Regions from separate parts of the Zea mays genome. Here all the other regions are linked to region 4. The links are chromatin contacts, called in public Hi-C maps. All regions are on one chromosome and are shown on one strand. The core of a region is the stretch at or near the end of the contact, and the rest is flanking DNA. Distances in the headings are between cores, read along the strand shown.

Evidence for each region. A called contact is a pair of places that touch in the nucleus more often than the background predicts.
Region 1: a Hi-C map of ear shows a contact between it and region 4, with 4 times the contacts expected there. The contact joins the promoter of LOC100281479 here to the promoter of LOC100282359 in region 4. A contact is called at or near these places in 6 of 25 Hi-C or Micro-C datasets (bundle sheath, ear, leaf and 2 more).
Region 2: a contact with region 4 is called in a Hi-C map of leaf mesophyll, with 5 times the contacts expected there. The contact joins the promoter of LOC107548104 here to the promoter of LOC100282359 in region 4. A contact is called at or near these places in 3 of 25 Hi-C or Micro-C datasets (ear, leaf mesophyll and tassel).
Region 3: a contact with region 4 is called in a Hi-C map of leaf, with 2.3 times the contacts expected there. The contact joins the promoter of LOC111258512 here to the promoter of LOC100282359 in region 4. A contact is called at or near these places in 8 of 25 Hi-C or Micro-C datasets (bundle sheath, ear, leaf and 2 more) and 1 of 3 datasets of contacts at active chromatin or transcription factors (leaf).

Annotation. Positions count from the first base shown.
Region 1 is chr5:166,559,282-166,565,266 of Zm-B73-REFERENCE-NAM-5.0, reverse strand. LOC100281479 (protein binding protein) reads right to left here and starts at 4,442. Exons shown (of 1, transcript NM_001154397.3): 1 at 1,728-4,442. The coding sequence starts at 4,279. The coding sequence ends at 2,240.
Region 2 is chr5:167,193,195-167,198,827 of Zm-B73-REFERENCE-NAM-5.0, reverse strand. It overlaps LOC107548104, which reads left to right and starts at 3,756. Exons shown (of 2, transcript NM_001323021.1): 1 at 3,756-4,257. The coding sequence starts at 3,846.
Region 3 is chr5:167,150,845-167,156,766 of Zm-B73-REFERENCE-NAM-5.0, reverse strand. LOC111258512 reads right to left here and starts at 4,465. Exons shown (of 1, transcript NM_001357042.1): 1 at 3,410-4,465. The coding sequence starts at 4,422. The coding sequence ends at 3,913.
Region 4 is chr5:166,890,749-166,897,067 of Zm-B73-REFERENCE-NAM-5.0, reverse strand. It overlaps LOC100282359 (ubiquitin-activating enzyme E1 domain-containing protein 1), which reads right to left and starts at 1,977. Exons shown (of 14, transcript NM_001371854.1): 1 at 1,796-1,977; 2 at 1,626-1,691; 3 at 1,398-1,511; 4 at 806-934; 5 at 568-636; 6 at 21-167. The coding sequence starts at 1,882.

The sequences.
Region 1 (5,985 bases), core at 3,193-5,692, 330 kb after region 4:
TCATTAGGAAACTAGGGTATTAGGGCACACAGCTCGTTGAGACTAAACCTCCATCTGACTGAGTCTGTTGTTTGTCGTCTCACTAGGCACTACCATAAAACGATCTGGAAAAAAATGGTCAGGCGACAGTCATACCATGGGTGACGAAGTGCCATACCCATACGGTTACCGTCGATCGGAGGGCTAGTGCTCCGACGTGCAGTGCAGTGCCAGTCAACCTCCAGTCGTCGGCCATGGAACGGACGGCCAGACTAATAAAGACTCGCTCGCTACAGGAGGGAACCGATCGAACGGGAAAACAATGCTGCAGCACATGGGGGCGGACGAAGAGGAGCTCTCTTGTTCTTCCTCATGCATGCTCACGCAGTCACGCTTTTTGAGTAGGGTAGGTAGGTTGGTAGGCAGGTAGGTGGAAGAGGATAGATGTCCACGTCCATGTGCTCCCGGATCTCGAGGCCGGTGATTTGGGGGGAAGCAAAGACCCAAGAGCGAGAGCAGACGACATGCATCCATGTACTGAGCGGCGAGCACGAGTCGTCGCCCGGACCAGGCCGGTGTGGATCTCGCGCGGCGCCCGCGCACGTCGCCGCCCGCCCCCGCCCGGGACCATTGCGCCTCCCCGTCTGCTGATCTGCGGGATTCCACTTCGTCTCTGCTACTGTTGCTGGGATCGTGGAGGCATGACGATAAATGCAGATCCGGGTGGTAGACGAGGAGGAGACCCACCAGATGGAGATGACCATGAAGATTGTGGCCAAGCACTAGGTGGTGCCGTGGTGGTGATGGACCGTGGACGGTGGTGGCCATTGGCCAACACTCGGGGTCTTGCGTTATCAGTAATTCATAATTGGGCTGGGCTTTGACTCACTCGAGTAGAGCCTGTTGTTTTTGCTGGGTCCTTTCTAGCACGATCGTTTGTGGCCCGGCCCAGTCATGGAATAGTAGGCCCACACGCCACACCGACTCCAGCGCAGCCGCCCACCCAGACCCAGCCCACGAGTGTAATACTACTGAACCTCAACGATTTTACTAAGAGGCAAAGTACAAGTATATATTATCAGGAAAAGTAGTGACTCAGTCGTTCCACTAATGATGCAACTCTGCTTCGACCAAATCTCCCCACTTGGGGGGACAGAACGTTGTTCGAAATCCGAGATAGTATGACATCCTGCAGCTCATCTTGCTGTCTAAGGCAAGCTTCAAATAACGATACTACTATTAGTATAATTTCCAATCCCCATGCAACCAAACAAGCCCTAAAACACTCTGCAGTGAACTATAACTGCACTCTGATTTCCAAACTCGACAATGGTAGGGGGGCCATGTCGATCCATTGGATCCCCTTGATAAGTTGATATCACTTTATTTGAACATGAGACCCCTTAAAAACATCCCAATTATGGTAAAGACATCACAACTATGGTTTTCCATGTATTCGGGCCAACCAGGTCTCAAACGCAGGGCCTCTCATTTCTTTTATGCCAAATTGATTACATGTATAAACAGTGTCCTAAAAGCATAAATAATATTTTAGGACGTGCGAAAATCCACGGATACTTCAACACACTGCTTGCAGCATGCGCCATATAAATTAAACTTAGCTATGAAAAAGTAACGCGCGGTAACAGAGAAATGATTTACCATCAAAGGCTAAATGGCAGAGTTCCTTGCACAAGGTGCCCAGAAGTCACAAGTCAAGTAAAGAAACAATGAAGTCAGAGCTGCCACTAGTGTCAAGAATGACTGAATGAGCTAGCTGGTAAACTTTCTTTTTTTTCCTATATTTGCAAGTACAAGATGAAAAAAAAAACCTTTTTTCTGTTTAGCATAACATATTTGTCCACCATCATCAAAAGACTACGGCTGCACAAAACATGACTAATGTGGCAGCCCCTTCAAAAGAAAGAAAGAAAGAAAGAAATGTGTCAACCCCAATTGATCGAACCAAATAATTCCCTTGGACACTCTTTACCCTACCTAGTAGCAAATTGCCTTATGACTAATGTGAACTAGTCAGCACAGATTGCAATTCACGACAGGACAACAAATGTACAGCATTCCTTAGTTCACACTATGCAGTAGTAAGCATATCAAAAGGTTCACATCTTGTATTACAGTACTGTAGTGACTACTATGGGAACAAGCATCCAATCAACAGATGCGCTGTGTACAAAAGTTCATCAATATCAACCCATCAAAACAAAATCGTACCTGCAACATGGATCCGGCCAACCACGAACTATGCTCTTCTCCTAGAGTGATTGGCAGACACTGGTGATCCCTCAAATAAATCGGATAGCTGGCTCTCCAAATCTTCCGGTGTGTACTTTATATACTTTCCTGGATTTCTTCCCCCGTCCACTTGATTGCCATATCTGCCCAGAAAAGCACGATAAGCTGGAATCACGTTTTCAGATATTGATATCTTCAGTTCTTCCCGGAGCTGAGGATCTGGAACTTTCCAGAGTGTCTGGTTCCTGTAAATTTCCTCAAAGGCCATGTTGAAGTTTTTGAACCTTTCCTTGATGGACATCCTCGAACTTGAATGCCCACTGCCGCTGCCACTGCCACTGCCACTCCCACTCCCACTGCCATGTCCATCTTCCTTGAAATAAGACAAAGGCTTCGTCCACGAAACCCTTAGGTAGCTCTTTGAATACTGTCGAATCTTGCCACTCCGCCTCTTTATCCAGTGATCACCCAAAACCTTCCCCAGCTCTGAATCCTTTACCTTCTGAACAATATAGAGCAAATTGTTCATGGCAAATATGCACTCCAGGGCAGCATCGTCATAGAGCTTAGATTTTTCCTCCAAATTGGCCTCCAGGTAAGATATCAGCTTCAGAAGACGCCTTCCAAAAGGGGTCATTCTCTCCAAGTGTTCCTGATCCTGATCATCAGAACTTCTGAAAGTATCATGATCACTGCTGTCATCGGCCAAGAGTGCATCAAGTGTCTCACTGTAAACAACCAGCAACCTCAAATAGTTCATGACATAGCGTGTCATTGGGTGGATCTCTCCAGCTGCCATCGCCCTCCTTGAGGTCTCCTGCTGTAACATCTTCCCAAACTCAAACAGGTTACCCCTCACGGCATCCCCAAGCCTATCAAGAATGGCTTGCACGTCACTGATCACGCCATCCCCAGAACTTCCTATGCACAAGTCCTTCATTTCAGGGATCACCTCTGCAAGTGCCTCATACATGTCAAGGATCCGAGGGACCTTCTCTGGCGAGCGGGGGCACACCGCCACGGCACCCCCAAAGCTAAGAATCTGCATAATGCATCCTTTGGTGGACTCAAGGAAGCACGCATCCATAAGTTCATCAGACGCATCGAGCACCTGGTCACAGAGGCGACGCTCACCAGCCAGCAGCACGCGCACGACCGTCTTGACCCCGTGCACCCACTTCTTCATCTTGTCGTTGAGCAGCTTCCACTCGATGCGTTGCACATCGTCGATGCTGAGGCGCTCGACGCCAAGCACGGAGAGGTACTCGTCGAGCAGGTCGCGGCGGATGCCACAGTAGGCGTCGGCGAGCTCGCGGGCGTATCCCGCGCGCGCCATCCGGTGGGCGATGGCGCGCAGGTCTTCGACGGCCTCGGGGCGCACGGGATCGAACACCTGGTCCTCAAAGGGGTTAGATCCGAGGGAGGCGCCGCGCGCGGTCTCCGGGCCGGCGGGGGTGGCGTCGAGGCTGTGCGGCGTGGCGGCGTCGAAGTCGGGGCAGGCGTCGAGGTCGTCCATGGACTCGAGCGAGAGGCGGCGGAGCGAGAAGAAGAGGCCCGTGGGGTCGATGGGGACGGCGTGGCGGACCATGAGGTGGCGCAGCTCCTCCTCGAGGCGCACCATGGCGAGCTGGACGGCGACGCCGGCCCGCGCGCCGCCGGGGCCGCCGCGCGCGAGGTGGTCGATGGCGACGTCCACGGCCGCGAGGTACTGCGCGATGTCGTCCTCGGGGGCCTCGAAGACGAGCGCGTCCGGGGTGGCGTCCCAGAGCTGGATGAGCTGGTCGGCGGCGTCGAAGGAGGCGGCGGCGGCGGAGATCTCGGAGGCGGAGGCGGCGGTAAGGTCGGGGGAGGGGAAGAGGTGGTCGTTGGTGATGGAGGAGAGGCGGTTGTCGAAGCCGGAGAGTATGCGGATCATGTCGTCAGCGGCGTTCTTGGAGGTGGCGAGGGACTTGACGATGTGCTGCGCTGCGGCCAGGACCTTGTCGCCGCCGGCGGAGGGCGACTCCAGCTCCTGCTGGGGCGGTGGCGGGGGCACCGACGACGACATCACCGTCGGTCCGCTCAGTCTCGAGGTCGGGTGGGGATTTTTGGAGCCCGAGGCGGAGGTGACTTGGGAGTTACGCCGTTGCCGCTGCCGGCCGGCTGCCGCTGCCTTTGTTTGACCGCTGCGTTGGGTCCCTGCGGAGTCTGGGGAGTGTGTGCGCGGTCGGCGCTGCGTCACCGGGAGGTCAAGTGTGTGTCAGTGCCATTTGTGTGACTCCATCTATTCCTCGGCAGTCGGCACTGCCAACCACACTGCTATCACCAGAATAGTACTTGTAAAAGAAGACGCTGTACTCTGGGCCGGCCGTGCCACTCCGACAGACGGTGCTCCGTTATTTTTAAACGAATTCCCTCGATAGCATAAATCATTTATACCGTCGCTATTCTAAAATAATTTATGCTTTCTCCGTCCAAAAAAAGTACGTAATATTAAAGGATTCAAATTTTATTATAAAATAATCATTATTTTCATTTCTCAATGCATAATTTTCTTCAGTCAACACATTTTTTTGTTCTAATGTAGCTATATCTCTATTTTCTGTCTCCCTAAATTTTCGCGACTAAACCTAAAACATCAACTGTTTTTAGACCAAATAAGCATAGCTTTTCTTGACACCATTCGAATTGTTCATTTCCCTTATATTTGAAATTTGCCTTTCCTTGCATTCCACTCCCACCAAAAATGCTGTTATGTTGTTTTAAAATAACTATGTTGCATCAATTATTGTAGAAAAATTCCTGAGTCTTGCCGACAAATAGAGTGTTGGAGGAAACTGAGGGTGTTTGGTTTTGAGGACTAAAGTTTAGTATGTGTCACATTAAACATTTAGATGTTAAATATAAGTATTCAATATAGTCTACTTAAATATAAGATGAAGAGTAAATAATAAGACAAAAAAATTTAAGCCTAATTAATAATCCATGATAGATGAAGACTAAATAATAAGATAAAAATTTAGCCTAATTAATAATCCATGATTAGCTATGTTTGTTGTAGCATTATGTTAACAAATCATGTACTAATTAGACTTATTACATCTCACTGGCCTCTGACTCGCCAGCCCCATCGTTGTGCCCCAACCGCGATGTCGCCTTTACCATCCCTCGTCGACAAGCGCTTCGAACCGCTGCCGCAAATCTCCATCGCCCTGGGCCTCTTCAAACGGTGGGGCAAGAACAACCGAGGGGAGGAGAAGGCGTCGTCGCTGGCGATGCATGGTTGAACAGCCGAGAGATAGGAGAGGAGGCGATTCGGATTCATAGTTTAGTTTTATAAGGCGATCTGGATTCCAAGTTTATTTTTATATTGGTTATTGGTAAATAGTTTGTGAGATATTAAGGTCGATGATAAAATATATATTGCTTGGCTAATATTTTATCAAATATTTATGTGTCGTCAACGTACGGGTACTATACCAGTAGAGTTTTAAAGACAAAAAAATCACCAATGTTTGTTCATTAGATTATAATACACAAGATAACATATGCATGTCCGGGCTTTCAGTATAGGATAATACTTTATGTCTTGCGTGGTGGATTTGCTCTCTTTTTATGTCGACAGTTACACGGTAGATGCAGACAATATATCTCTATCGAAAAAGGAAAAGAAATAAAAACCATGATTATATGTCTTGCTCACGTCTCCCTTCTCTCACCGGTAAGGCAAGAATCGACTTACGATTTGATAAAAAAAATCTCTTCCACCAGTTC
Region 2 (5,633 bases), core at 2,507-5,006, 300 kb before region 4:
CCTTTTTATTTTTAAGTATATAAATAAATACAGCTAAGAGACTATGATATAATCTAGTCTTTGTGTCTTAAATATAGTTATGAATAAAGACTCATGGGTTCTTTGCTCGAATAGTCCGTCTATCTTGAAAGATAACTCTCTAAAGATCCCTCGAAAGATCTTCTAATTAATATGGGATCCCTCGAAAGATCTTCTAATTAATATGGTTTTTATATACCCTTTGACTAGTCTAAACACAAACACTATTAGGATGTTTGGTTTGAGGAATTAACTAGTCCATCATCTTCTTACTGCTCAACTTTTTTTTGTTTGGTTTGTAGAATGAAATAAGTTGATTCATCATCATCTCATTCCTTATAATTAGTTAGTTAGTACTAATATGAGGAATGAGATCATCCCACCAAATTTGAGAAATAGACCTAGCTCTACCTCATTTTGGATAGAGGGATTCCTTAAACCAAATACCCCCTATGATCTTGGGGTGACTAGTCTAAACACCATGATCCTCGGAAGGGGAAGGTGATAGAGTCCGGAAGGTGGGGAACGTGATAGAGTCGCAGGTGATGCCTATGGTTATGTGTGGTTACTGTGCGGTGTGGGATGAGAGAGGAAGAATGATCTAAATAATATTGGACATTGGATTTGAGTAATAAGAGCAACTCCAATAGTTTTTTAAAAAATAGCTCCCTAAATAGATGTTTAGTAAGTTGGTAAATTAATTTTCGAAGGAAAAAAATACTTGGTCTCCAATAGTTCCTGATACGTAGGGAGGTAAATCTGTTCTAAATGTATTTAGTGGGTCTATCTGTTTTAATTGAATAGAAAAACTCCCGTATAAAACCCTACACCATCAGAGGCCTCGTGCCATCGTTACTTTGTGCTACCTGTGATCGATTTTTGCTAGAAACTAACAAAGGTTGTGCCACATCTTTTTTCCCTGTATCTACCAACAAAGGTTCGCACGAATATTTTGCTGCAACGTCCTGAAAACTGTCAGTCCTCATCTCATCTTTGCCTTTTGGGAATAGAGACAGTACCACTGTACCAGTAGAAAAATGGCGTGGAACAAAAAAAATGGTGGCACAATACTTTCGGGAGTTGGGATAGTATAGCCACATTTGGAGAACAAATGAGGTTAAAACCGAAGTGGCTAAATTTAAGAAGTTAATTTAGAGAATTGTTGGAGAGGTGTTTTTAGCCAAACTCTCTAAAATACTGATTAGAGAAGTTTTTTAGAGAACTATTGAAGTTGCTCTAAAGAGATGGGTTATGCAGTGATCTGAACTCTTGGATTTAAGGGCGTGTTATGTGTGGGTACAATTTGTTTAGTGAATTTAGGAAGGTTATGAGTGTGAAGGAAATTTAGTTACGTGGGTTTTACAAAGTTGAAACTGGTTGAAACTGATTAGTTATACATGGTTATAGGTTAAGTTATTGTTGTCGTCTTTTTGCTAAATACTAACGATCCCTAGGAATGTAGAACTTTGGGGAGTTTTCTCGAGCTGGCGGATTGTCCATGACGCTGACAGAAGAGCGTCTGTTGTAGGTCACTAGATGGTCTGCGATTGGGCATTGAAACGTTCATGATAGTATAGAGAACTCTGGTCTTCTCTACATGCACACGGACTGTCCATGTGTTGGCGAACCATTATGTGCAGAGGGTTTCGTGTTGAACCTAGATCACGTCTTTTAGGAGGGATCTATTAGGGAGGAGAGATAAGAGAGATAGTAGAGTTGTTTTAGGATTAGCAGGCCACCTAAAACGCTTCTATACGACATGGAGCTGAAGAGGTGAATATTGAGATTGGGTAACTACAACTAGACGGACCTAGGGCATACATATACTTAAGTAATGTAAATAGATTGGTTCGATTGGATTGGGGTATACATATAATTAAGTAATGTAAATAGATTGGTTCAATTGGATTGTGTATCTTAATCGGTCGTGCCCTTTCTTATTTAGGGGAGGAGGTCTGGACCTTATCCTAAGCGAAGTAAATATAACGCAATAAACGAGCAATATTTCGCAACAAATCCACAAATCCAGACTCTCGCTCGAACTAATCTAATCCCGGACGGTCCTTGCTAACAAGTGTTAGAAATATGTCCTAGAGATAATCATAAAGATGAGCATATTTCTTTGTATCCATGATATATATTGTTTAATTGAATATCCATGAAAGACACCTTGTATTAATTAGCAATTATGTAAATTGTTTGTGAGATTCTTTACTTGTATGGTCATTCTAAATGATGTCCCTAGTTAGAGTCGATGACTAGCACATGTATTAGTTGATAACTACATTTCATAAGTCATGGACATGGAGATGTTAAAGTAACAATGTGGGCGCATGTATGACATGAGGCTGACCGACCCAACATGAGATTGTAATATAGTTCTCTTTTGCAACATGTATATTGTGTCCTTATACCTGAGATTGTTGTATGTTCTCAAGATGTGAATTGACTTACTTAGGGACTATTAAACGCTACTCCGTAACTTGGTAGTTATAAAGGTAGTTTTGGGTTTATCAGGAATCATGCTGAGGCATGGTCAGTCAAGATAGAATTTGTCCCTCTCTTCTTGAGAGAGATATTTTTGGGCCCCTCAAGTGATTGGATCAAGAATTGCATAGCCGTGCCAGGGTTAAGTGTTAACAAATGAAAGGATTCTAATTCACGTTATCGAGAAAGAGAGGTCAGCTTAGAGCCAGACCAAATATCGTGAGACAAAGGGAACATCATGTATGTATTGTTGCAATGGTTCGTCTGATATGATCTTTACGTGCGCATAGGAGTTGACATGTCTTGCTAGAGGCCGCTGTCATTTATTGGGCCAAGTAAGAGTACTTGGGCCATGTCTATATGTATGTGAACCTATAAGGTCACACACTTAAGGGGAAGGAAGCCTAACTCTTAGATCCAAAATTAGACAGAACTTTAGGGTTACTGATGGACTTTGGAGTATGAAGCCTGAAAGTCGCCTAAGGGGGGTGGATAGGCGGAAACTGAATTTTACAACTTTAAACACACTACAAGCCGAGGTTAGCGTTAGAATAAAATCAGAGTCTGGGAGAGAGGGGAAAACAAATCAACCAAGAAATAAAGCGGATGACCCAGTGATTTATTTTACGGAGGTTCGGTTCCAAAGAACCTAGTCCCCGTTGAGGTGATCACAAAGACCGGGTCTCTTTCAACCATTTCCCTCTCTCGAACGGTCACTTAGACCGAGTGAGCTTTCTTCTTTGAGATGGCCATGTATAGTCGGCCCATGTTACAGGGTCCTGTCCCGATCGTAGGCCGCCATGCTGGCAGGGCTGATGGACCGCCCATGTTTGTAATTGATTACGCTGTAATGACCCGTCATAACCCACCTAGGGGAATATTCTAGGGATAACATAGGTAACTGAGGGTACACTCGTCTTTGGCGAGACAGGGTCGGCCCTCGGTTACCTATAAATATCCCTATACTGTACCATTGCGGGGGACGGAGAAAAACACTGTTGCCCTTAACACATTGCGTTTATTGGCATCAAACCGTTTCCCATTCTCCCACCGTTTGAACTTGGCTGACCATATGTTAAAAAGTCACAATATATACCTCGATACTATTAAATGGGTCGTATCTCGGACCGACAGTTACGACCCATTTGACCGTCTATAACTGGACCACACATTCACACTGCGCAGGCCAATTTGAACGTAACAGGCTAACAGCCCAGCCCAAACATCCGGCCCACCAGATGGTCGTGAGTGTCCGCACGAACCCATCACACGCTCCGCCCACTCCCCCAGGCGCACGGCCGCACCTCTCCACCTCCGGCGACTACCACCAGTCCACCACCATGGCGGCCACCTCCCTCGCGCGCCTCTCCCGACGCGCCACCATTTCCGCTACCGCCGCGGCGCCCTCCCTCCGGCGCCTCCTCTCAGTAACCTCCACAGCCTCTGTCGCGGCATCCGCCCCGCCGCCGCCGCCCAGCGCGGCCGGCGCCGCGGCCGTGGGCGCGGATCGGGTGCGGTGGGACTACCGCGGGCAGAGGAAGCTTGTTCCGCTGGGACAATGGATGCCCAAGGTGGCCGTGGACGCTTACGTAGCCCCCGAGGCCGTGCTTGCCGGCCAGGTCACCGTCCACGACGGCGCCTCCGTCTGGAGCGGCGCCGTCCTGCGGGGGGACCTCAACAAGATCACGCTCGGCTTCTGCGCCAACGTACAGGAGCGATGCGTCCTCCATGCCGCATGGACGGCTCCCACAGGTAATCGTCATCACTCAAAATGCTAGATCTGGTTGCTAGGCCTAGGACTGTTTCCTGAACTCCTTACGTGATCTAGGACGCAGCGGGACTATTTTTGTTTCGGCTCTGTAGTGAAGAATCGGGCGTGGCTTGTAATTTGGTGATGCCTTTCTCAGCTTGATCCTGAACTGAACCATTGTGTATTTGTGTTTCTGAAGAGTTGACCTGAATGATTTACGAATTTTGTGTGCAAATTGGAATTGGTATTTGCTCTATTCCATGGTTTCTCTCGTATGAATTGTTACTGTGTGCCGGTTCTTATGGAGCTTGGACCGTGTTTCCATGATTCTTTTCTCTAGTTAGTGTACTTAGCTACAAGTAGAACAATGCTCTTGTAGCTAGAGCTATCCAATTACACTAGCCACGTTAAGTTAATCTCTGACTCATTTAGGGCCTGTTCTGTTTGATCTCAATCCATGTGGATTGAGCGGGATTGAGTGGGTTTAAATCCCAAACAAGTCAAAGACTCAAAGTTCTTCATATTTTTTTTCCAATCCCATCCAATCCACGTGAAATGGGAATAACCGAACAAGCCTTAGATGGAAAAAAGGGTTCATGTTAACTAGGCTGCATGTGAGTGTGTTTACAAGCTGTTTCATGGAAATCTGAGGTGCACTTAGCTGTTTTCAATCTATGTATTTTACTGTTTTGTTATGCTAAATATCGAAGTTACTATCTTTAACCCATTCAATGAGGCAATGAGCCACAATCGGTTTTGTTGATATACCATTTCTTCTCACATCTCACAATAATTTTCTGATAGTAGTGATGACCCTTATTGGAGCTTCCATGTACTACACTGGTCCCTGAACTTGTATTGCTATATGATATCAAAAGGTACTTTACAATTCGAGGGAGCTATGTCAGACAGCTATGGAAGTTCGGTTTACTCTTTTTCGTAGTACTGAAGAGTTTGGTTTACTCAAATATTGTGCTAGTTGTGTCACTCTTCTCACATGGGCCTCATAACTATTAGATGTGTCCATTTTTTTTTGGCATTTTCTGGTTTGTACTTCTATTGCCTGTGGCACAAAGCTCTCATCCCCTGCGTCACTATCACTCTTGTTTCTTGTTGTTCTGCAAGTCTCTTCACTGAACAACCTTAACTTTCCTCCACTACAATAGAACTGATTCCGGTTGGGTTCATGTTCATGTGGGTTATCTCCAAAGAATTCCTCCTTCAACCTTTTTTTTTTTCTAATTCGTGGTAAATAAGAATATACTTTTTCTGCTCATTAGGTCTACCCATAAATATTTCGTAGTAACAGATAAAACTTTCTCCTCTTGCACCTTGTTTACCCTTATCTAGTTCTTTCATCTATAACAAAAGGAATTTT
Region 3 (5,922 bases), core at 3,216-5,715, 260 kb before region 4:
CACCAAACATATTCGGTGAGACGCAGAATTTCTTTGTCACTTCCAATGGCTAGCTTTAGACTTGGGGGCTATATATACTACCCAACCAACTATTTTGTGAGGTGTGGGAGATGAAGAACATGCCAAAAGGTTTAAGGATCATCTTTAGTATCTCTAAACCCCTAAATGCTCAAAGAATCACTTAGTGGTAAGATTAGGTGATTTGTGAAGTGCTGAGATTAGTTAGTCCCGATCATAGCGCTTGCTCTAGGATCAGGTCGAGTGTTTGAGTGATGTTAGAATGCATTTTATCCCTTGGTGCTTGCACACACCATTGTAGTTGTATCAGAGAGGCTTTTAGTCTAGTGGGGTCACACCAAATACAATTGTGATGTGGCTTCTACCTTGTATTGGAGGGAACGAGGTACACGACATTTTGGCCATAGACTCTATGTACCTTGTTTGTGAGCTTTACATTTGTAACTTAGTTGTTAGGCTAACAAATAAGTTTAGAGCCTAGTAGGTTGTAGTCAAAACCGTAGTTGCACGTAGATAGCTTAGTTACTGCATAAGTTTTAACTAGACGTCTAGACGAATATTTAGATAAGTTCGTTTGTGAAATCGATTGCGTAACTCACATCTCATATTAGAAGTCAAGTATCCAGTATCCTTGGACAGAAATAGCGATCCATAGTGATTATTGATTAGATTGGGATCTCTTAAAAAAATAGTCGTATCCAGAAATTTATTCTGTATTGATGGATGATCGAACCTAAAACGAATGTAACTCTTTTTTTGGAGTCAAACAATATTTTGATTAAATGTATACAAAAACAATACTAACGACGTTTATGATGTGTAACCAGTACTATTACACTATGTATAACTATGCATATAATATAGATATTGATATTTGTTTGACAAATTAACTTAAGATTACATGACTCTTCAGCGAACGAGATTTACATTTTGTGGGAGACAGAGTGAGCGAAATCTGTGTTATTAAAGAGTTGTTGGACTGTTCCCTCTGCCGACAGCAGAGCTCCCTCCCTTCTCCTTGTTGGCTTCCTCTTCCAGGAATAATCGGCCGACGAGACGACCCGACTGTCGACTACGCTGGGTGGGCAACTCGGCAAGGAAAAGGATGCATGGAGAGATCGTTTCAGGCGTCTTTCGGGTTCTCAAGGACTTGCAGTCGCCGCCTTGCGCTAGCTATCCATGCGTCAACTCTGTCATTCCCTGTACAATCAAACCAACTGGTGTCTGTAGGGAACGCGAAGGCTTTGATCTGCAACTGACGAAAAATGGCCATTATTATTCACACTCATGATCGATCGACATTAATGATTGCGCTAGCTGCTGTACTGTATGCATAATCCTATCTATCTGCACAAGACACAAACTTTCGAGAACTGGATGGAACGTAGCATATGTCGTCCACGCACGCAGTGTATCATGTCGTTGTCGATCCGGGGGGGCACAGGACATCCATCCGCTTCTGCTTTGTTGCCTTCCCCTTGTCTCGCGAGGCCGAAGCTACTACACGTACGTACCTGCTGGTGGCTGCTGCTATGCTGCTCCAGCTTCTATGTTGGCTTATGATGCCTGTCAGGTTCCCCGGCTTTGGAGATCATCTGTATATGCATGCACATTGTATTTATTATTCATAGAAACTACTAAAACAGAAAACAAATAATGGAACCTAACACTGCCAGCTGTGCAAATGCAGTGCAAAGAACTTCCCTGATCGAGCTCAAGAAAGAAGCCTCTGGGTCTGGACTGATGAACACTGATGTGAGGACAAGATTCCGTCGAGTACGTGCGAAAGGAAGGGCACATGGGCTGTGGCTTTTGCTAGTGATGTTTCGGGGGTTGGTCTGTTCCTTCCGGGTCGGTAGGCTACTTTCTAAGGGGTTGCTCATCACCTCATCATGTCTGGTCTGGATCAGAGCAATGAGAGGGCCGGGGAACCTGAACCTCCTTTCGTTCCAGTTCCACTTCCACCACGCATAAGCATTACACACCAATCATTTGATTTGGATCACGCACTACTACTACTGGACATTCTCCTACTGGACATTCTCCTGCCTCTGAGTCATGGCACTTCAGTAGACTGTTGCTAGCACTTGCGCCTCTTCCTCGATCTCGTCCTCTATATGGATTGTGATATGAACCAATCATTTGGTGGCGGTGAATTGTAGCAACGGCGGCGGACCGGCGACGACTGTTCGGCTAGCAGCAGCTAGCAGAGAAGACCGGAAGAAATGCCACCCCATCCAAAAATCACCTCCCCACCAGGCGCACAACAACTGCGGCGGTGGCTGCGTGGGAGGCGAGGGATTTCCTGGTGCTTCCTCATCAGTGATCTCTTGAGTCACTACTGGTCTTTGATCATAGAGAGTTCAGATTTGGTCCCACATGAATTATGATATGTATTGTGTACTCTAAATACGTACTGAGAATGCAATGTTGAAGTGCTTACGCTAAGGCCACCGCTCACCGGTCTTTTTTATCTCTAATTTTTATTTTGAACTCGGCATAATCTATAATGCAAAACAGTGTTTTGTCCATCCATATAATTTTAGTCTTAGTTGGAGATCTTCAAGATTGATTGTTACAGATCCTAAACCTAAATAGTAAATACTACTCCCTCTCCGTCCTAAAATAAAATTTTTTAAAAAAATTAGAAGATTCATACAATAATTAATGTATATGTTATATATATATATATATGTCTAGATTCATTATTATCTATTTTAATATAGACCTAAAAAATCAAATTAAGAACGGAGGGAGTAAAACTCAAACTCAAGAGACCAACGCAAAGAAATGATAAAAAAGGAGAATTAGGAATCTGTAGCGGCACAGTAAGATCCTTTCTGCCGATGGAGTGCCGACATCTTGGCCTGGCATTGGAATTGGCGGCATCAACGCACTGTGCGCGCCACGTCTGTGTCTTCTCTTTCAGCTTGTAGGCCGCGGCTGTTCATGGGTAAGAGTGATGCATGGCTGAGGAATAACACCGTTGTGCAGGAATCTGCTGACGCGCTCCTGTCTGCATGCCCCTCCATCCCCTACTCCTACTCCTGCTCGTCTGCTGATCTTTTACAGAGGGCTGCTATTCACCCTTCATTTTCTGAATGCCCAGCAGACTGTGTCACTACTGGCTGCCGACTGCCGTACGTATTTGACATGCATCATGGTCCAGATCTGGCCTTGATGGTGGATATGGTACGGCAGCTCTCTAAGGTACTAGTCCAATCCAACGTTTTGGAATTCCTATTAGTTTTCTTAGATATATAACGGAAGGATCAAGGGTCCGTTAGGTTTTCACGGAATCGTTCCTGGCCGACTTGCTTCACTAATTTATATAAGCTTTGATCAGCCGAAACAATTCCGACAAACGGACTAAGGATATGTCCCACTACATGCCCACAGAATGGAACTTTATATTTCATATAAAACACAGACAGAATTGACGAATTACAATCTAACCACCCTGGATTCTTTCTTTGTGAGAGGTCCCCCAGCAGAAGCAAGCAAGCAAATTAAAGGCAGCCAAGAGTGAGGCCAGCCAGCTTAGCTTATCCTTCCAAACTGTACAGAGCCCTACTAGCTAGCCAAAGCTAATCTGCTGTCTAGATTCCCTTTCCTTCTCCTTTTAGGCTGGCTCAAACGATGCGGTGTGTATTCTGCAAGAAAGCAAGAGAAGAACATCGATCTGTCTTTTCCCTTTACCTATGGTGATGCGATCGCAAGCCTGCATTAACTCATAAACAAAGTTCTTAACACAGCTAACGAATGTAATTAATACTAGCTAGTAGTACAGGAGTACTATATAGTCACGGTAGCTATATATAACAAAATAATTAAGCCAATAACATGCATGCATGGCGTGCTGATGCTGATTATATATAGTATTATATATTATTACTAAGGGTGGAAGCGCTGCATGCAGGCGTGGCAGGTGATCTCGAGCGCGGCGGCGGAGGCGCCAGCGGCGATCCGGCGCGCGGCCATGGCCTTGACGCGCTCCACCTTCTCCACCTCGCCGCGGGCGCGCTCCCAGATCGCCCGCGCCCGCGCGAACTCGCGCTCCGCCAGCTCCAGCTCCCGCCGCGCCAGCTCCTTCACGCGCTCCGCGTACGCCCGCTCCGCCGACGCCATCCGGGCCTGCTCCGCCGCCTGCTGCTTCAGCGCCTGCACGTCCGCCGCCCTCTTGCTCTGCTCAGCGGCCGTCGCCGTGCGGCCTCGTCCTGCTTGCTCTGCCGCATGTGGCGTCGGTGGCCCAATGCTGATGGACAGGCTCAGGTCCAGCTGCGGGTGGTCAGAGGGGCTGCTGGCCGCCGCCGGCCGAGGGGCGTGGAGGAAGGCAGCGTTCAGAGGCGTGGTTGTGGGGAGGAGGAGAAGCTGGAGTTCCTTCTCGCCGTGCTGGGGCTCCATGGCCGCTGAGAAGAGGCGAGTGAGAGTGAGAGAGCACTGCAGAGGGGCAGTGCAGTGGTGATCTTTCGGTGTCTTGGGCTAGCTGTTGCGCTGTTGTGCTAGTATGGAGATCTTTATACGATAACGTGGATGTTGATTTTACCAGAAGGCCCTTGTCGTTCCTCGCTGATGGCCTGCTGCTACTGCTATGCACGTGGACCCCTCATGCCATGGAATGTCGAAACTTTCTTGCTGTTCGAGGTATATATGTCACCAGCTCACTTCTTGACTTCTATCAGTGAACAAAGTATATCTATAGAGATATGGATCCGAGCAGGCCTGCCGTGATATACTCGCTCATGCACAGCACCGGCCTAAAAACTTTATTATAAGGCTCGAGCCAGACCGGATGAGAACACCTTTCTCAGCTCAATTTCTCATATCAAAACCAAATGTGCAAGTCACAAATGCATGTTTTCTTTGACAAAAAGCAAAACAAATAGATTTAACCTACACAAAGAAAACCTTGAGGTTAAACGCATGTATATCTTTCTTTTGGAAGAAGGCCGAGTCCCCGTCACAGTCTCACAAATGCAAATACACGAAAAATATTCAAAGCCACAAGAAAATAGGCTTCAAACTTCATTCATAATTAGAGCTATTTAGTGCAAATGGTTGCCTCTTTAAAATCCCTTTTAGGTAAAACTCACATCTTATGATAAAATCACTATAATAATAAAGAGAAAAAAGTACAATCCGCAAATCAAATATTCATAACTATTACAATAATTAAATATAGCCATACATACCACACATTATCATCAGGATATGCATGGTATCAAAAGCCTCTTGAAGCTCCAAATACTCCATTGTATGTTGATCTTTTGCATCCCATTGCTCCAAGTATTTCAATAATGATAACATCTCCATCATCTCAGAAGCTAGATAAAGGCAACACTCGTCGATGATCCTATCAGATAGACGCTATACAAATTATTGTTGACGCCAATCACTGCGATATGTACCGACGACGATGCTCTCTGCAAAAGCGCGGACAGTCCACGACTTGGTGCAGAGGCTAGGGTTTCTGCTGACGAGCTAGACAGTCCACGCCTGATGGTCGGACGATTCACGTGTGCGCAGAGGCGACCGAGTTCGCCAACAACACCTGGATCTCGCTCCCAGGAGCTAGGGACCCCGTCGGGGAGGAGAGATCCTAGGGTTTGTCTTGGGATTGTCAGGCCAACCAAGACGCCTCTATACGACATAGAGCCGTAGAGAGGTGAATATTAGAGGAAGAAAACTATGCTTAATCCTAGGGCAAAAGGGAAAGAACAGAAGATAAATTGATTGTTGATTCGATTGTTGGTGTCCGCAATTGACCGTACCCCTTAAAATATATAAGGAGAGGTATGGACCCATTCCAAGGCGTCTCCCAACAGCAACCGTGGATTTAGAGTGATAAACTCGTGTGGACATGGATTAGTTGCGCCTGATTCGATCTATTCACGGACCATCCCC
Region 4 (6,319 bases), core at 728-3,227:
TAGTTGAGTGCACAAATCACCTGATTTACAACCATACGAGCTTCATAGTTATCGACGCAACTCAAGACAAGATTAACTCCAGTGCTACGCTCATGAGAACTTTGTGCTTTTAAACTTGCCAAAAATGTTTCGAAACCTTTGACTGTAGTAATATTCAATGAGTAGCTCTATAGTAGAAAAGAGAAGTTAGGATCTGTTTTCTTATAAGTAGAAGGAATCAAGGAATACAATGGTATTGCTACTCCATCCAATACGGCCTAAGAAAAGAAATCATGTCTGCTATTTTGCTTGTCATAAGGCAATGTACCAAGTTGGAGTACGTAATAAAGATAGTAAAGAGGAAACAGTACAACAAAAACTTCTAGTTCTATACATATACAGTGCAAGATGAATAAGTAATGGAAAGTAGAAAACATTAAGAATAGTTAGTTCAACAAAAATTGCACACCCTAGATCCGTCACCTCTACCAAAAACTAATGATGCTCAGAATCTAATGAAATGATTTGGTTTACTGATGTAGGAAAAAAGGCTAACAGATAATATTGATACTGGCCATAGTTGCTCACCTCCAACACAACATCAGGATTTATTCCAGAAAGTGTCTGTACAGCGGCATCTGTTTTGGTCATTCCAACCTAACAAAGTATAAATGGACTGAATATAGTCATGGTCTGGTTTGAATTATGTTCTTGCAATCTTGCAGAACACTGAACTTAAGTACTTCAACATGAAAAACGTCTTGGTGTAAAACAAACAACCACAAAAGGTAAGGCAAACACATAACATACTGTCCTCGTAGTTTACCTGTTCTGGGCGAAAGAACAACCTATTCATGTTAGCCAACTCGACCGTGTCGTAATCATACAACAACAGTCGTCCAATTCCACATCTAGTGAGCATCTCCGCAGCAACACTACCAACGCCACCTATGCCCTGTAAAGAGAATGACAATGAATCAAAGGTTTGCTCTGAGTTGAATTCCCCCATCTATGTGTGTTAAATTATCTTTTCATGTATGATGTGATGAAGCTACGAATTCTGCTGTTTCCCAACTTTGAATTGTTGTCTTAAATACATCAACATGCAAAAATAACAATAGCTCGATAGCTGGTTGTTCTAAACGGGCATTATAACTATATTTTCCATATTAACCACATAGTACATGGTATACCTAGATCGATCTCAATACAGATAAAGATACTCTAGTTCGCATGGTCCGAAGAGACCCTTGAGCCTCGTGATATCTCAATGACATTTCCAGTGCATACTAGTACCATGGAGAGGCTTCCTCTACTCAAGGATGGAAGTAAATGCCAATTTCGAAAATCGAAATTCCATACTGATGTAACTAAGTTTGAAGAGTATCAGTGTTAAACCAGGTGAGTAGGATGCTTACAACGATGGCAACGGAGTAGTCCCTGATGCGCTCATAATTCTCCACTACGCCCATCCGTTGCAACGCCATAAGTCTGCTGTAGGGATTGTTGTCCACCACTTCTGCACTCATGTCCTGCATCCCAAATTTCGCGCAAACAGAGTAAAATTCCCGATTTGTTCAAAATTATGGCACTCAATCTGCACAGGGCAGAGCGCCTGAAACGCGGAAATCAGCATCAGATCGTACCTTAATCTTGGATCGAGAAGCGGCACCGGCTGCCGGATTCATCATCGCCACTAGCCGCTCCCGCATCTAGCAATCAGATGAGCCGGGATCAAGATTTGGAAAGGCACGGAAGAAGAGGAGATTGCTATAAAACTGCCGAGATCCATGGTGCACCCGGATGGGAGGGATACCCGATCGATGGTGGAAGTGAGGTCGTCGGGATGCTGCTTGAGCGCGTCGAGGTCGCGGAGCAGCGAGCAGAGCTGCTCCATCTCCATGCTTCTTCACCGCTCTCCGGCGTCTCCGCTGCTTGCTTACTGCTATCAGTGCTATGCTCCGCCGCCGTGGGTGGCCGATGAAAGAGACAGCCGCGAAGCAGGAGAGCTGGTCTCAGGTGTCAGTGTCACACACTCACACCTATGACGCGTTCCACATGACGTGGCAGGTCCCGTTTGGTAGCTCGTGGAGCTCTGGCTCCATTTCTGGCCGATTTTTTTAAACATTTCGTTTAAAATTTAAAATTTTTGGGAAAATATAAAATCAGAAATAAAAAGTATAAGATAAAAACAAAATATTTTTCTAAGTATTCTTATATATCTCATAATTAATTTTAATTTTTTTAAAAGCCAATTAACATTTTTTTAAAATAATAAATTTCATCGTCCTAAAATTTGCATTTTAAATTTAAAAACATGTACACTGAATTTTACCGAAAAAACCGAAAACCACCGAGAAACACCGAAAATCGCCCTGGAAACATCGAAAACTGGTCGATAAACCTAAAAACCATTTTTTGAATATGAAAATAAAAACTAGTCGTTTTAGGGAAATGTGCTGTTGGGGGCCTTCGTTCTCCGAAGGTCCTCAAAAACATGATTTGACAATATCTTTCAAGTGAAATGTATGAACAGATATCTTCGGACCCAGATTATGAACATGAAGTACGATCAGGACGAAGCTTAAGCTAGACGAAGGAGGATTGAGATGAAGGACGGGCTGATCACCAAGCCGTACGAGGGATGGTGCATAGCCGAAGCTATGCGCAGGGGAGCTTCGGCATAGTGGCAGAAAGGGGAACCGACTTAAAGATGAAAAGACTACTTAGGCTTTGACAGATCCTCATAAGTCATTAGCAAATTGTAACACCCGGCTTTAAGGGACAAAGCCGGGTGCATCTCATACATGCGCCAAAGAAGACAACATATATAATAACAGAGTGTATAGAGATAAATGTCACAATAATCAGAGTACTTATTACATAGCGGAAGTCTTACAAAATAAAAGAAAACAATAAGTATAAAATGAACTAAGGATCGTCGGCGCCAATGTCGACTGAGAAACGCCACCTAGATCAGATCAAACTCCTCAGTGTTAGGCGGCTCCTCTTCGACCACCTGTTCTTCTCCTGTGGGGGGGGTGTGAGACAGCAAGAGTGAGCTCACATACGTTCATCGCTCCACAAGTTGTGGGGAATAATGTGGCATGAACTCACCAAAGGTGGGAGTTCATGAAGTGTAAGGCTGATCAATGGAATAAAGGCTGAGGCTGAGCATTGCTTTTATAAGTTGGTCAAAATTTTATTAGCAATTACTAAGTGTAAGTAAATACCAAACCTTAATAATAATAAAGAAAAGTAATAGTAAAATAATCCCAAATGCGATGCAAATGTCAAATTAAATTTAAGTTCCATATTTAATCATGTGAGGGTCCGAGCCGCTCTTGACCGTGAGCACGGCTAGTATACTAGTTTTACACTCTGCAGAGGTTGCGCATCTTTACCCACAAGTCGTGTATCCCATGTCGCCTGGGTTTGCAAGGCCCTTAGACACTACCGAGGTGAATGGCTAGGGATCCACTACGAGGCCTTTACAAAGTTCCACTAGCTTCCGAAAACCCGCTACAGTTTATAGGAAGATCCAGTACAGGGTTCCTGGCTGACAGCCATCGCAGCAAAATCAACCAGGGACCTCCCCGCACTGACCTCTCCCTACTGCCCTTGCCCCTTTCGGGTAAGGTAGTCTTCCACTAGCTTTCCTAATTAGTCAGCCAAGGGCGTCCCATTAAACCCTTGTGGTAGCACTGTTTTCCCGGGTGGTTCTCCATGTTCCCATTAACATAATGATCTTATCATGAACATAAAATAATGAACAGATAATAGAAAGTGTAGTCATGAGTCATAAATATCTTTATACCCAAATCCACATAAAGCAATAGCATGTACTACCCAAAAATTTAGTAGTAAAACCAGTGGTGAAACAAGGTATAAAGATAGTCAAAATCTAGGGTATCCTATTGGGTCCCATCAAAATTAACCTATGCAGATCATTATGAATAATAAGAACATGAATAGGTAAAAGAAGTGATCAAGGGCACAACTTGCCTTCCACGAGCTCCTGCTCAGCTATCTCTACTTGTTGAACCTCAGTTTCCACGGTGGCTTGCTCGTCTACTCGCATCAATACAATTCATACATAGCATAGCATAAATTAACATCACATCAAACATGCAAATAGAATATACAGTAGTAAACTAGACATTAAAATAAGATTACTGGAACTGGAATCATTAAATTTGGAGTTATATATTTTAAGTTATGGATTTTCTAAGGTTTTATGCATTTAATACAAGATTAAGTGAAAGAATAATTTTAATGTGTTTGTCATGTCAGAACAGAGGCACTAATACGTAGACAATATTATTACAAAAATTTAGGAACTGGAATGAAGTGATTTGGAGTAAAAATGGATTTTCTATGGTTTATACAAGTTTCTAGATTTGTTTTTGTATTAAAAATGAATTTCTGATATTATTTCTCTGTTTTTAAACTCCTCTGGACTGGGCGCTAAAATATGAAAAGTGCAGGGGTCTCGGTGCAAGTGTTACCGAGACACAGAACAACATCCGCATGGACGGCGGGTTGAATACTGGAAACTAGGGGGTTTATTTTGTAAATGTCACGAGGTCGAAGGGGTATCGGCCAAGCACGACCATCCGATTAGAAACGGACGACGCTGATTGGATCGGATCGGACAACACCCACGACCACACATGTCACCGTCGGATCTAAAATTCAGGGCCAGATCTAATACACGCGCACACCGATTAGCATCCGCCCGAGACCAGATGGACGGACCGGATGACTCCCGCGAATAGGTAAGGTCTGCTCTAATCGCCACCGTCCAATTTCCATCTGACGGCGCGAGACCATCTTCCCCAACCCAATCGCTACCGACGGTGGCGCCGCTCTGGCGGTCAAGTCTCGCCGGCGACCCCCACTGGCCGGTGATACCGAGCGCTGCCCCCCCCCAATTCTACAAGCGCAAAATGACAAGGATGGCCGCGCGAACACGGTGGATGCGTACTCACCGACGATTGTGGCGCCGAGTCCCTTGGCGACGGCGAGGTGCGGAATCGGGGCGTCGCGCGAACGACGGTAAGAAATTGGGGTGGAGCTGGTGATTAATCACAGGTAGCGCGGCCACAAATGTCTCACCCTGAGCCTGGGGAAGGTCTCCAACCACACCGACGATGCAAGCAACGACCAGGCTAGAGGCTCCCCGTGGCGGGTCTTCCTCCCCACCGCAGCGGTGGTGGTGGTGGTTTGCTCAGGGGAAACAAGGCACACGCGAGGGGGTAGAGAGGAACGGTTCACGGGGCGCTAAATAAGTCACGAGTGGTGGCCGAGAGCTCCAGAAGGTAGGCGCGAGCTGGTCAATCCCGGGGGAGTCGCGGCGGTGCTTTCTCCACACTCGGTGATATGGCGGCTAGAAGACGTTGGCGCGAGGTAGCAGGGGGAGTGGTTTTATCCCCCAACGGAGGTGGACACCGAGCCCAACAGTCCGCACCGCGCGCACAGGCGAGGACCCGGCGTGGACTCCGGCTTCTGTTGAGCAGGGCCGACAATCGTGGGAGGTGGGGGAACGAACTGACAAACGGACCCGCGTTGCCAGTGACTCATGGAGAAACGTCCAGCGCGCGCGTGAAGATAATGGGCCGCACGGAGGTAAAGAAATCTGGGGCCAAAAGTGATGTAGCCGGCCCAGTAAGCGAGTTTGAGATTTTCCTTTTTCTTATTTCTTTTTATTTTGCGAATTTCTAGTTTTCTAATGAATTTGAATTAGTGATTTGAACTTCATACCTTCATGTGGCTAATTAAACCTTATTATGAATATTACTATCTCCTTTTGAGATAATCACTTATTTATTGGCATAATTATTGGATATCCTCCATTCTTTAACTCTACTATTCTCATTTTATTTGATGCCCTAATTTGAATTCGAAACTAGACTTACCTCCTTTATAAATTTTGTGTTTGATGCACAAACAAACAAAAGAAGTCCAGCATGATGCATAGGTTACTTACGTGTCATTTATTAATTAATTCACTTTTAATTGTGGGTGTTCACATGTACTAATAAATAGGGCAATTCATACAAGGCATTTTTTTTTCTTTACAACTTGAGTATTACAAATCCTACCCCCCTTAAAAATAATCTCGTCCTCGAGATTTAGGAAGATCTAGGGAAAAGGTGGGGAAAATCTATACGAAGCTCTTCTTCTCTTTCCCAATTTGCTTCATCTTCACCGTGGTGATTCCATTGCACTTTGCACATCTTTATAACCTTATTCCTTGTGACTCGAGTCAGTGTATCAAGAATCTTGATGGGGTACTCAGCATAAGTCAAATCTTCCTGAACACTAAGGTCTTCCATTG